Linked DNA regions of Sus scrofa: region 2 is linked to region 1. A link is a contact called in public Hi-C data. All regions are on one chromosome and are shown on one strand. The core of a region is the stretch at or near the end of the contact, and the rest is flanking DNA. Distances in the headings are between cores, read along the strand shown.

The links. A called contact is a pair of places that touch in the nucleus more often than the background predicts.
Region 2: a contact with region 1 is called in a Hi-C map of skeletal muscle, with 3 times the contacts expected there. The contact joins the promoter of WNT10B here to the promoter of FKBP11 in region 1. A contact is called at or near these places in 2 of 5 promoter capture datasets (fetal liver and liver), 16 of 47 Hi-C or Micro-C datasets (adipose tissue, alveolar macrophages, blood and 9 more) and 2 of 2 datasets of contacts at active chromatin or transcription factors (alveolar macrophages and skeletal muscle).

What each region holds. Positions count from the first base shown.
Region 1 is chr5:14,961,133-14,967,000 of Sscrofa11.1, forward strand. It overlaps FKBP11 (peptidyl-prolyl cis-trans isomerase FKBP11), which reads right to left and starts at 3,099. Exons shown (of 6, transcript XM_003126097.4): 1 at 2,196-3,099; 2 at 1,954-2,019; 3 at 1,482-1,569; 4 at 1,152-1,185; 5 at 722-792. The coding sequence starts at 2,324.
Region 2 is chr5:15,000,756-15,006,664 of Sscrofa11.1, forward strand. WNT10B (Wnt family member 10B) reads right to left here and starts at 1,688. Exons shown (of 4, transcript NM_001287016.1): 1 at 1,475-1,688; 2 at 1,087-1,349. The coding sequence starts at 1,548.

The DNA of each region.
Region 1 (5,868 bases), core at 1,849-4,348:
TCCATGAGGATGTGGGTTCGAGCCCTGGCCTCGCTCAGGGGGTTAAAGATCTGGTGTAGGCCAGCAGCCGCTGCTCCAATCCAGCACCTAGCCTGGGAACTTGCATTTGCCGTGGGTTCAGCCCAGCCCTAAAAAGACAGAAAAAAAAGTTTTTAGTTTTGAACTACTTGACTATGATCACTCTTACTATCTCTTCCCTGGTGGAGGGCTGAAAGGAATGGAAGAGATGTGGTGAGAAGCCATGCCAGCTGCACAAACAATAGTTTGAAGTTGTAGGAAAAAGGCAGAAGAGAAGTCCAGAGTTGCAGGTGGCACTGGCAGCAGGCGGCTCAAGCAGGTGTCTCCTCCCTAAAAGTGGCTCAAGCAGGTGTCTCCTCCCTAAAAGTCACTGGTTGCCAAAGGGCAAGCCAGGTGGCTTTAACAGGTATGTCTCTAGTCCCTGCCAGTGATCTGAGGAAGAAAAGGCTGGGCCTGCCGAAGGAAGCCTCAGCCACTCTGGTGCCTTTCAGCAAGCTGGGTTTAGACCTTCTCAAGCTCCAGACAAAGTGCATAAGGTATAGCTTTACACCTGCAGCTAGCCTAAGTTCCAGGGCAGGGATCAAACCCGCATCACAGCAGCAACCTGAGCCACAGCAGTGACAACACCAGGTTTTTAACCCGCTGAGCCACCAGGCAACTCTGGGACTAGGTATTTTGCCTCAGAGAGGCCTGGTCAGATTACCTGGGATAGATGGCGGGAATCCCCGTTTGCCATAGGCCAGATGAGAAGGGATGATTACCCTTCGCTTCTCTCTGAGGGAAGGAACGTGAGTCATAGGTAGCGTGGGAACAGGTGGGACCAGCTGCCTCAACCCATCTGAAGCCCCACCAGCAAAACCCTGTGGATAGTCACACCCAAACATGGACTTCCCCACCTGAGCACCAAACAGGCTGACCGGCTCAGGTGTCCATCCCCCCAGATGCCTCAAATCTATCAACAAAACCCACAGCCAGAAGGCCTGAGGCTTTCTTTATCCAAAGCCTCGAAGCCCAATGACCTGGACCTGCCCAGGATGAAGCCCATTCTCCTGCCTCCTCTGGGAGCAGGGATAGCAGAGGCAGCCTCCACCCATGCAGAGGGTACCCAAGCCCACCCCTGCCCAGATACTCACCCCACACACATGTCTAGAAGGCTCTGCTCCAGACCTTGAGGAAGAAGACACAACTGAACAGGAAACTACCTAAATTCCCCAAATCCCAGGAAAGGATGACCAAAGGCTCCCCCTGATTCTCTACTGAGCGCCCCACTTCTCAGATCTCCGGCTTCCAGTGTGGTATGGGGCAAGAGGAGTACTAGAAGTGGGGTTTGAATCTCAGGAGGTGGCTAGTGGAGCCCTGGGGTCTTATTCCAGGGGGCCTTTGCAAGGTGTTTGACCGGGTTGAAGAAGCTAAGACAGGACTCAGGCTGGAAAGAAGTGGGATAGGAGGTACATCTCACATACCTGGTATCACCTGCTTTTGACCAAGTTCTATAACCAGAGGGTCTCTGCTCAGAGAAGTGTCAAAGATGCGGCCATCTACCAAGCTGCCCTGGTGGGGGGGGAGAGCGCACACCTAGTACCTCCCCCTCCCGCTCCCAGCAGGGCACACACACAACAGGGCGGCAACCCCCCACCCCTGCAGCAGCAGCCGAGCATTCCCCTCCGGCAGAACGGAACAGGAAGACCCAAAAGGGCTGGCACTTCTCGGAGATCTCTCCACCCTTCATTTCTCAGGGCTGGGAAGGAACTGGCGTAAAAGCAGGAAGGGGAAAAGGTTAGGGAACAGGAGCGCCCCTCCCCCGCCCGCCACGTGCTGCAGGACCCCAGAGCCTGAGTTACTCCTGAACCGCTTGCCACGTGTCCAAGCCAACGCTGACGTGTTTCACCAGGGCGCCGCCCCCCAAGGCCCCGCCCCGGCCCCCAGGCCCCTCACCGAGTAGTGTATGTGCAGCGTGTCTCCAAAGGCAGCCGGCTCAGCACACGGTTCAGGGGGCTCCACCTGTGACCGCACTACAGGAGTCACGGAGGCTCCTCCAAAGAGCCCATTCTTGCCCCTGGACTCAGTAGCCGCCGTCAGTCCCCGCACTTCCCCGCCTCCCCGCTCCCAGGCTGGTTTAGACCTCGGAGTTCCCCCACGAAGCCCGACCTCCGCGGCACCCGGGACTAACTCCTCACCAGGGTCTCCACTTGCAGGGTCCGGACGGGACTTTCGGTTTCGAACCCAGCCTCAGCCCGGCACATCGCCCCACTGAGCAGCAGCAGCAGCAGCAGCCGGAGGGGCAGAAATGAGGGGCGCAGGGTCATGACTAGATGGGGACAGGGCACGGGGCACCGAGGACAGGTTGGTGGTGGCAGCGGCGAGGGCGGCAGTTCCTCCGGCGCCCAGGCCAGACTGGACGGGGGACGGGGCGGGTCGCGACGCGCCAGCTCCTCCTCCTGCAGCCCTTCCTCCACCTTGTCCCCACCTCCTGGGGGGAGGAGGCCGCGGGAGCTCCCTCTGCGCTCTAAGATCAGGAGGTTGCAGATTCTAACCTGTCCGTTAGCCGTTTGGTCTCAAAGTGAGGGGCTTGGGTCACATAATTAAGACCCATTTACGATTACCTATCGTGTTCCAAACGCTTGTCTGTAAGCCTCTAAACCATCTAGAAAGGTAGGCCTAATTGTTTCCATGTTAAAGATGAGGAACTGGGTGTTCAGGTTAAGTAACTTGCCCAAGGTCATCTAGCTAAGTGATTAACAGCAGACAAAATTCAAACCACAGGATCCTCGAGTCCAGCATGTTTGCCCTCTGTCCTTTCCTATTAAAGATGTATGTCTCCTCACACCTACCCTGGCAGGAGTGGCTGGCCCAGGCCACCCCAGTAGGTGTCAAAAGTAGCAGCTCTCTCCCACATCCAGCCCTTTGGCTTGATTTTTTGGAGGTCAGATAAGGCAGGTAGCTGTCCCATCACCTTCTCCCACAAGAAGGGAACTGAAGAGAGGACAGGGCTATTATAGTGGAAGGATGGGGTCAGCTCCTATCTTTTCCTCCAAGGTTTCCAGTTCCTTCCTCTTTTCTTTTTCTTTTCTCTTTTCTTTCTTTTTTGTCCTTTTAGGGCCACACCCTCAGCATATGGAGGTTCCCAGGCTAGGGGTCAAATTGGAGCTGTAGCCACTGGCCTATGCCACAGCAATGCCAGATCCAAGCCGTGTCTGTGACCTACACCACAGCTCACAGCAACGCTGGATCCTTATCCCACTGAGCGAGGCCAGGGATCAAAGCTGTGTCCTCAGGATGCCAGTCAGATTCATTCCCACTGAGCCACGACGGGAACTCCTCCTTCCTCCTTTCATCAACAAACTTGTTAAGAGGGCAGTACAGCACGTTAGCATATGTCCAAGGACTTCAGTTTTTAGTTTTTCTTTTGTAGCTGTACCCACAGCATATGGAAGTTCACAAGCCAGGGATCAAATCCAAGCTGCAGCGGCCACCTACGCCACAGCTGTGGCAACACCAGATCCTTAACTCACTGCATCAGGTGGGGGATCGAACCTGTGCTGCCAAAGAGACACCAGATCCTTAACATGCTGTGCCACAGAGGAACTCCCAGTCTTTAGTTATTTATTTAGTCTTTTTAGGGCCGCACCCACAGCAAATGGAGGTTCCCAGGCTAGGGGTTGAATCGGAGCTGCAGCTGCCAGCCTACACCACAGCCACAACCACAGCAACTCAGGATCCAAGCCGCATCTGCGACCTACACCATAGCTCATGGCAATGCCAGATCCCTGACCCACTAAGCAAGGCCATGGACTGAACCCACATCCTCATGGATACTAGTCGGATTTGTTTCCACTGAGCCACAACAGGAACTCCCCTCAGTTTTTATTTATTTTTATTTTTGGCCATGCCCGTGGCATGCGGAAGTTCCCAGGCCAGGGACTGAGCCTGTGCCACAGCAGTAACCAGAGACACAGCAGTGACAACACTGGATCCTTAACCTGCTGAACCACCAGGTAACTCCAGACTTCGGTTTTTGAAAGGGTGACCCTGCAGTTCCCGTCATGGCACAGTGGTTAGCAAATCCAACTAGGAACAGTGAGGTTGTGGGTTCGATCCCTGGCCTTGCTCTGTGGGTCAAGGATCTGGCGTTGCTGTGAGCTATGGTATAGGTCGCAGACGCAGCTCAGATCCCACTTTGCTGTGGCTGTGGCATAGGCCGGCAGCAACAGCTCCAATTAGACCCCTAGCCTGGGAACCTCCATGTGCTGCAGGAGCGGCCCTAGAAAAGACTAAATAAATAAATAGATAAATAAATAAATAAATAAAAGGGTGACCCTAGCAGTCCCCTTCTGCAGGATTTAAGCCACTCAGACATCTGGACGCCGCTTCAAGTCAGTAAAGAGCTCACGGTCACCATGTTTGGGGTTACTTTTTAGTCTTTGTCCTTGTTAGCATCTCTCTGGTCTGTGAAGCCATTGAGCTCTGACTGCCCTCCTGAACTCTAGACATAAGTGTGTACTGGGAGCTCCAGCTGGGTGTTTGACTAGCACCTCAAATCAACACACATAACACTGTACTCAGTCCTCTCTTTCCTCCCATCCCACCTGCAACAATCAACTTCAATCCCAGGGTCCTGCTTCTGTTTGAGGCTCCTTTATCATCACTCTCTCTGACTCATTTCTCCCACACCTCCTTTGGATTCTCCCTCCACAGTCTCTCCAGCTTTCTTTCCATTCTCATGGCTACCACCCAGATTAAGCCTTCATTATTTCTCTCTTCTTGGTTGTTTTTTTAAGGGGAAAAAAAAAAACCCTCAGCAGGAAGGAATTTCTGGGGGTAATGGAATGCTCTATACCTTCATAGGGATGTGGGTTACATGCCTGACAGAACTTATCAGACTGTGTAAGGCTGTGTATGCAAACTGTACTTCAAAAAAAATTGGGGGGGGGGCCGTGCCCACGGCACATGGAAGTTCCTGGGCCAGGGATCAAACCTGTGCCACAGCAGCGACCCAAGCTGCTACAGTGACAACACCAGACCTTTCACCTAGTACACAAGAGAACTTCTTAAATTTTTTTTAAGGGGAAAAAAAAATCAAACACAAAACTATATTTCCAGGTGAAAGTTGGATAAGGCCACAGGACTAAATTCTGGCCAATAAGGCATAAACCAAAGTATTAGAAATATTGTCCTGGACTTCCAGGGAGGCTGCTTAAAGGGAGCTGATTTAGCTAAGAAGTGGGTCACAATGCTCCACTTCCTCCCCCCAGTCTCCTTCCCTTCTTTCTGCTGTCTGGAATGTAGATGAGATGAATTACACTCTGGCAGCCATATCAGACCATGAGGTGACCATAAGGATGTAAGCTACATACTTATATGGTGAACAAAAAAAAAAGTCATCAGGGAGTTCCTGTCGTGGCGCAGTGGTTAACGAATCCGACTAGGAACCATGAGGTTGCGGGTTCGATCCCTGGCCTTGCTCAGTGGGTTAACGATCCGGTGTTGCCGTGAGCTGTGGTGTAGGTCAGCTACAGCTCCGATTAGACCCTAGCCTGGGAACCTCCCATATGCCGCAGGAGCAGCCCAAGAAATGGCAAAAAGACAAAAAAAAAAAAGGTCATCAGAGGCTGATTAAATGTAGAGCCTACAGAGCCACCGTACCATTCCTGGATCGCCTACCACCGGACACCCTTATTTATTTTTTTAGGGCTACACCCCGGGAATACGGAGGTTCCCAGGCTAAAGGTCAAATCAGAGTTACAGCTGCTGGCCTACACCACAGCCACAGCCACTTAGGATCTGAGCTGTGTCTGTGACCTACACCACAGCTCACAGCAATGCCAGATCCTTAACCCACTGAGCAAGGCC
Region 2 (5,909 bases), core at 438-2,937, 38 kb after region 1:
GTTGGCTTCTTTGTTTTGCTTTGGGGGTCACAGAGGCTCAGGATGACAAGTCTTTCCCAGGCTTAGATAGTCATGCTTCTCATTTGGGCATCAAAGCCTTCCCCTACACCAGGCCCTCTGGAGAAGGGGGGCGGTGTCGCTCACTTCCTTTTAGGCAGGGGCTTTCTGGAGCCCTGAGAGGACGAGAGACAGCACCTCCTGAGGGGCCAGGCCTCTCCCATCCCAGGATGCAGGGCTCCTGGCCCAGCCTCCTGATCCCCCAACCCCAGCCCTCCAGGGGTGAAGCTGTTTGCACAAGTCTTGGGAATTCCCCCGCAGATGGCAGCTGCCTATTAACCCCGTAGTCCCCAAAGTATTGCCCCCACCTTTGAGCTGAGCCTGAGATGGGTGTTTATGCCTCTTGGGAGTAAACACAGGCATGGCCTACCAAGAGACAGGGACGCCTCCTAGACCCGGCCCCCAGACAAGCCTCCCCTCCCGGATCCGCAGTGACCTGTTCTCCACCCTTCCAGCCCTTCCTCACCTGCTCAGGTGAGAGCCACCTGGGGCCCCCACAGCACAGAGGAGGGGGATGCTCCCCGGCTTCAAAGCCATCAGGGTCTTTGTTCCCAGCTTCTGCTCCTGGGAACCCCAGTAATTAGGCGAGTAGGTTTAACCCTTAAACGGTTGGGGGCGTCACCCCACCCCCGCTGAGGCTCTGGGGACACCAGCCTGGGCTTGTTCCTTGGAGAGGGAGGGGCAGAAAATTGGGGGAGGGAAGGGGGGCATCTGAAGCTTCCAGGGCTGGGGGCATCTCTTGCTCACAGGTGTAGCCCAGATCGAGCCGAGCCGGGCTGAGGCAGGAAAGGGGGGCCCTGGGGTAGGGGAGCGGGGACTCGGCTGCCTTGCCGGCAGCGCGCAGGTGGAAGGCAGAAGCGCTGGGGCCCCAGACGGGCGGCCAGACCCAGCTCCGCGCGGCTGCGGGGGGAATTCCCGGAGATGCCCCTCCCGGAGTCGCGAGCTCGTCCCTTCCCGCCTCCGCTCGCCTCGGCCTGCCCCCCGCCCCCCAGCCCCGGCGGCGGCGCGGACCCGCCCGCTCAGGCTCACCGCGCTTGAGGATGGCGCTGTGGTGCGGCAGGCGGCCGCCGCCCTCGAGCGCGGAGCAGTTCCAGCGCTGGTCGCGCAGCTGGTGCTGACACTCGTGGACGGCGATGTGCAGGCCCTGAAGCGCAGACGCCGTCACGTCGGGGCTGCGCAGGCACAGGCCTAACTGCCGCTTGCTCAGGCCCGACAGCGTCAAGCAGACGGTGTTGGCGGTCAGCGGCGGCTCGCCGGGCAGCTTCAGGCCCAGAATCTCATTGCTTAGGGCCCTGGGGACGGACGGAGAAGTCATTTCAGGGTCTGGGGTCCAGGCCTCGCGCCCTCTCTGACTCCTCCCGCCCCGACTCTAGCTCTGGGCTTCCTCTCGTGGGCCGGGACACGTGGAACTGCTCACCGACTGCACAACGCCAGGAACAGGAGACCCGCGAGGCCCGAGGGCGGAGGCCGCGGCCCGGGCTCCTTCCGCATGTCGAATCCCGGGCCCGAAGGCCCCGGTTGGGCAGATCGATCAGGGCCTGCGGAACAGGGAGACAAGGAGGGCTCCGGAATAGGGTGGCTTGCATGGGCAACTGAAGGATGCCCAACTTCGGGCTCCTCACTCACCAGGGCCACCCCACCGACCCTTCTCATCCCCACCCCAAGCAAAACAATAAGGATCACCTCTTGATTCCAGAGCACCTGGGCCCTGGAGGAAGAGTCCCGGCCCAGAAGCTGGGACTTATGCCAGTGCCCTGGAGCCTGACCCAGCCAGACACAATGCCAGGCACAGACGCACACTCACCTGCAAAGAGATGCATAGACTCATCAACAGCTCTCCATTACCTTGCCCACCATTCCCTTTCCAAGGGTCCTAAGACTGGCCTCCCCCGGCCCAACACAGCTTCACGAGATCACAGGGCTAAGGGGCAGCATTGGGAGGGGGTCCAGCACCCATAGCCGGTAGGGTGGGGGAGGGTTGCCTCCAGCTGCCCTCCAGGGCCAGCGGCTTCTCTGAAAAGGGAGGAGGTATGGGCTCCCCACCCTGCTCTGCCCTCTTCCATCCCAGCAGGAAGTGAGGGGAAGCTCCAGGTGTGACAAAGGCAGGAAGGGGAGCTAGCTCCCTCCTGAAAGGGACTGTGGCACAAGATGAGTCCCTTTCTTGTCCGCTACCTTTCCTAACTACATGTCTCCCTCCTCCTAGCATAGCCCATCTGGTCCCGACCAGGTTCCCAGTCTCAGTGCCCAGTCCTTTGCTCTCAGTTCAGGGCCCTCCAAATCTGGGGCCACTCCTTTATTTGCTGTGTCCTTCTCTCTGGCAATATCCCTGGTTCTCTCTGCATCTCTGTGCCCCTGTGGGCGGATGCGTGTCTATCTGTCTGACTACCAGTGTGCCTGTCTCGTCCCCGTGCAGCGCCTCCCTGCCTTCCTTGCTCTCCCGGTTCCGATTACCTCCAGCTGCTCTGGCGCGGACTCCGCCACCGGCGCGGTTGGGTCGCCTGGGATCAGGCTGTTCAAACAGTGGGGAGACTGCGTCGGGTTCTGCCCCCTCGGCAGAGCCGCATTCTTCCAGGGCAGGGCCACTCCTCTTCGCCGCTTCCCCAGCGCCGCCGCGGCCGCCGGGAGGAAGGGAGGGAGGAAGGGACGGAGTGATCGAGAAAGCTAGCGAGCGGGCAGGCAAAGAACCGGGGGCTCCGGCTCTACCCGTGCCGAGCTCACCGGCGGCTCTGCCGCGGCTGACAGAGCTGCGGCCCCTCCCCGAGCCCGGGGCATCCCCACCCCCTCGCCTCGCACTTCCCCCCTCCTTGACCCGGGGAGCCCAGCCGCTCCCCCTCCCAGCGTACACACACACCCTCTCCCCCGACGCCTGGGTTCAGGCTTGGCCCCACTCAAGGGGGAGGTGGCCGGCGTTCCACTCACCTGCTCTGGGGTCCCCAAGGCTGCAAGGAGGAGGGTGCAGTGACCCAGACTGGGGAGCCAGGACCCTGGTCCCAAGTGGTCATTTCTCCTGGCTGCAGTTTCCCCACTGATAGCTGGATGGCTGGAAGGTGCCTTCGACAAGATGAAGATGGAGCTGAGAACGGACTTCCGATGCTGGACAGTCAGGCGTAGAGAGCCCTCCGGGAGAGCGCACTGCAGGGCAATGGGAGCCGGCAGGAGTAGCGCCCTTCTGGGTGGTTTGGCTTCCGCCCACTTCCGAACTCTATGCCTGCCCCTTGGGAGGGGTCAGCTCTGGTCTCAGAGTTTGGCCCTGGCAGAAGCTCGGGTAGCCCCAGGGATTTTCAGCCTGCCCTTACGCTTCCCTTGGCTTACAGGCATCCTTGCCAGCAGAGGTCTCCTGCCCTTCTGAGGATCCTGGGTCTGCACTCTGGGTGGCCCATATTGCGGCTCCTGACTCGAAGACTTGCTTCACCTGGAATGAGGAGGGCCTTGGGCACCCGAACTGAGCCCAGCTGCAGGACAGCCCGGGAAAGAGGCTGATCTTGAGTTGTGCAGACAGAGGCAAACCACCTTAGGGAGCTCCAGTGGCAGCGAAGGGGTTAGGCGCCACTGCACTCCTGCCTGACTCACCCTCCCAGCTCTAACCACTGTGGGCTATTTTTGCCAGAGAGGGGCCCCAGGCTTCCCAGCCGCCCCCCCCCCGCCCCTGCCAGACCGCAACCCAAGGCACGACTGGCCCCGCGCGCCCAAGGCTGGCACGTTGACTCAGAGACAGGCCCCCCAGGGAAGCAGAGCCACGGCGCTGAAACCCACAGCCACAGTCATCTCTTCCTTGGTAATGGCCATGCAGCTCTGCTGGGCAGCCGGCCTCCCGCGTGTGTGGCTGCAGGTCCTGCCCCGTGCTGCAGGGGGCACTGCAGTCTAGAGGGCAAAGCCATCTGAGAGAGATTAGTAACTTTCATCTGTTTATTTGAAAGGGATATTTATCCATCGCCTTAATGTGCCAGCCTCAAGCAGGCTGGGGAGGTGATAGGGCCATGGCTCCTGACACTGGACAGCTTCCCCACATCTAGGGGAGAGAGGAGTGGAAGAAGGAATCCTAAAGCTCCTGTCCTTCCTTCCTGTTTTGGGACCCAGAAGCAGACCAAGTGTGGCTTTTGAGGCCACCAGGATCTGCACCCAATCTCAGTAGCTTTTGTCCTGACACCTGGATTCAGAGATTCTCACCAGTGTCCTTGTCCTTCTCCCTGCATATCAGCCTGGGACTTTTCATAGGTCCCTGGAGGAGGGGGAAGAGGTTTCCTAGGCCCCTCTTCTCCCACGGGGCCCTCTTGGACATGTGTACTTCCTCATGTGTCTTCGAGGTCTCCCTCAGGTCTCAGATTGTTCCTTCTGATTCTACCCTTGTCAGGCTGCAATATAGTCAGGTGTCAAGGAAGGGCCAGGGTCAGAACTACTATCACCACAGATTCCAACTTCCTAGTGACCCCAGAGCTCTCCAAGCTGGCCCGACCCAAACCCAAGGGCCCCATACCCCTGTTCCCTCTCCCTGAAGAAGCCCGACTCTGAGACAGGAGGCCACAGGCAGGCAGACTGGGTGGCCTGAGCTGGCCCCCAGTGCCCTCAGCCCGACCGGCTGGACTTGAGCGCTGACCCACAGGCGGCTGGAGGGTGGTGGGGCAGGCGGGGCCTGGAGAGGGCTGCGGGTACACACCCATTGCCTAATACCCCAAGCACGCGGCCAGCTCCAGGAAAGGGGAGGGGCGGGAACCAGAGAGACCTTGACAAGGGTTGGGGCCGTGACAGCAGGGGGAAAGTGAGGGGCTGTCATTACTTCAGGGAGGGGATGGGAGCAAGCTGGTCCCCCTTCCCCCTCAACGGGAAGAGTAGGGGCTACCTTCCCATGATGAGGATGCAGGGTGTAGGGAGAGCAATCTGAGAGGAACACTGGGGCCCCATAGGGTGGGGGTCAAAGAAAAGAGTGGGGGCCCCTGGAGATTGGGGGATCAAGCAACTGAGGCGGAGGCTAAAGCTGAGTGCAGCCTCGAGAACCTCCTCCCCCTCCTCCCCCTGTGTTTGCCTTGGCCCGGGGTCCCGGGTGACTCATCTATTGCTGAGCCGCTGATAGGGGCGGCCAGGCCCGGGGAACCCAAATTATAGGCCCTGGAGGGATGGATGCGCCCGCGGCGGCGGTGAGCTCAGCTGCCGCTGCCCACCCTCCGCCTCTCACGCCTTCTGCTGCAGCACCACAGGCCACCACCCGGAGGCACCAAAGAGCTCGCGGCCCGACTCCGATGCTCTCAGGAACCCCCCCACATTCAGCAGTTGGCCCCAACAAATCTGTGGGATTATCCACAGCAGAACTTTGCTCCTTTCTCTACCAGAGGCTGACGCCGTCCAGCCTAAGGAGGTAGTGCCACCTGCTGGTGCTTCAAAGGAAGGTAGGCTACTCGGCCCACAAACTCTCAGCCCCGGTTCCCCTGACTCCTCCGCAGACCCCATCAAGGTAAAGCCTCTTTCCCCTCTGACAGCTCTCTCTCCTATTCCTATTTCAAGGGGGGTGGTTTGCTACTGATTTTCTACTTTAATCCTTTAAAGTTATCCATGGTCAAAAGTGATAGAAAAATCAAGCAGGGTAAAGAGAGCTAGGTGGTGAACTTCCATTTTCCATAGGGGGAGGAAAAGGGATGCGAAGGAGCAAACCCATGGCGATAGCCAAGGAAGGGCATTCCAGAAGATGGAAAAGCAGGTGCAAAGATCCTGAGACGTACACTCGGTACATTCAAGGAGTTAGCAAGGAGGCCAGTGTGGCTGGAGCGAGAGACCCAAGGAGGAGAGAGTGGCAGGCAACAGAGGTCACAGGGGGAGCAGGGTCAGATTATATAGGGCCTTGTAGGCAACATCTTCATTTT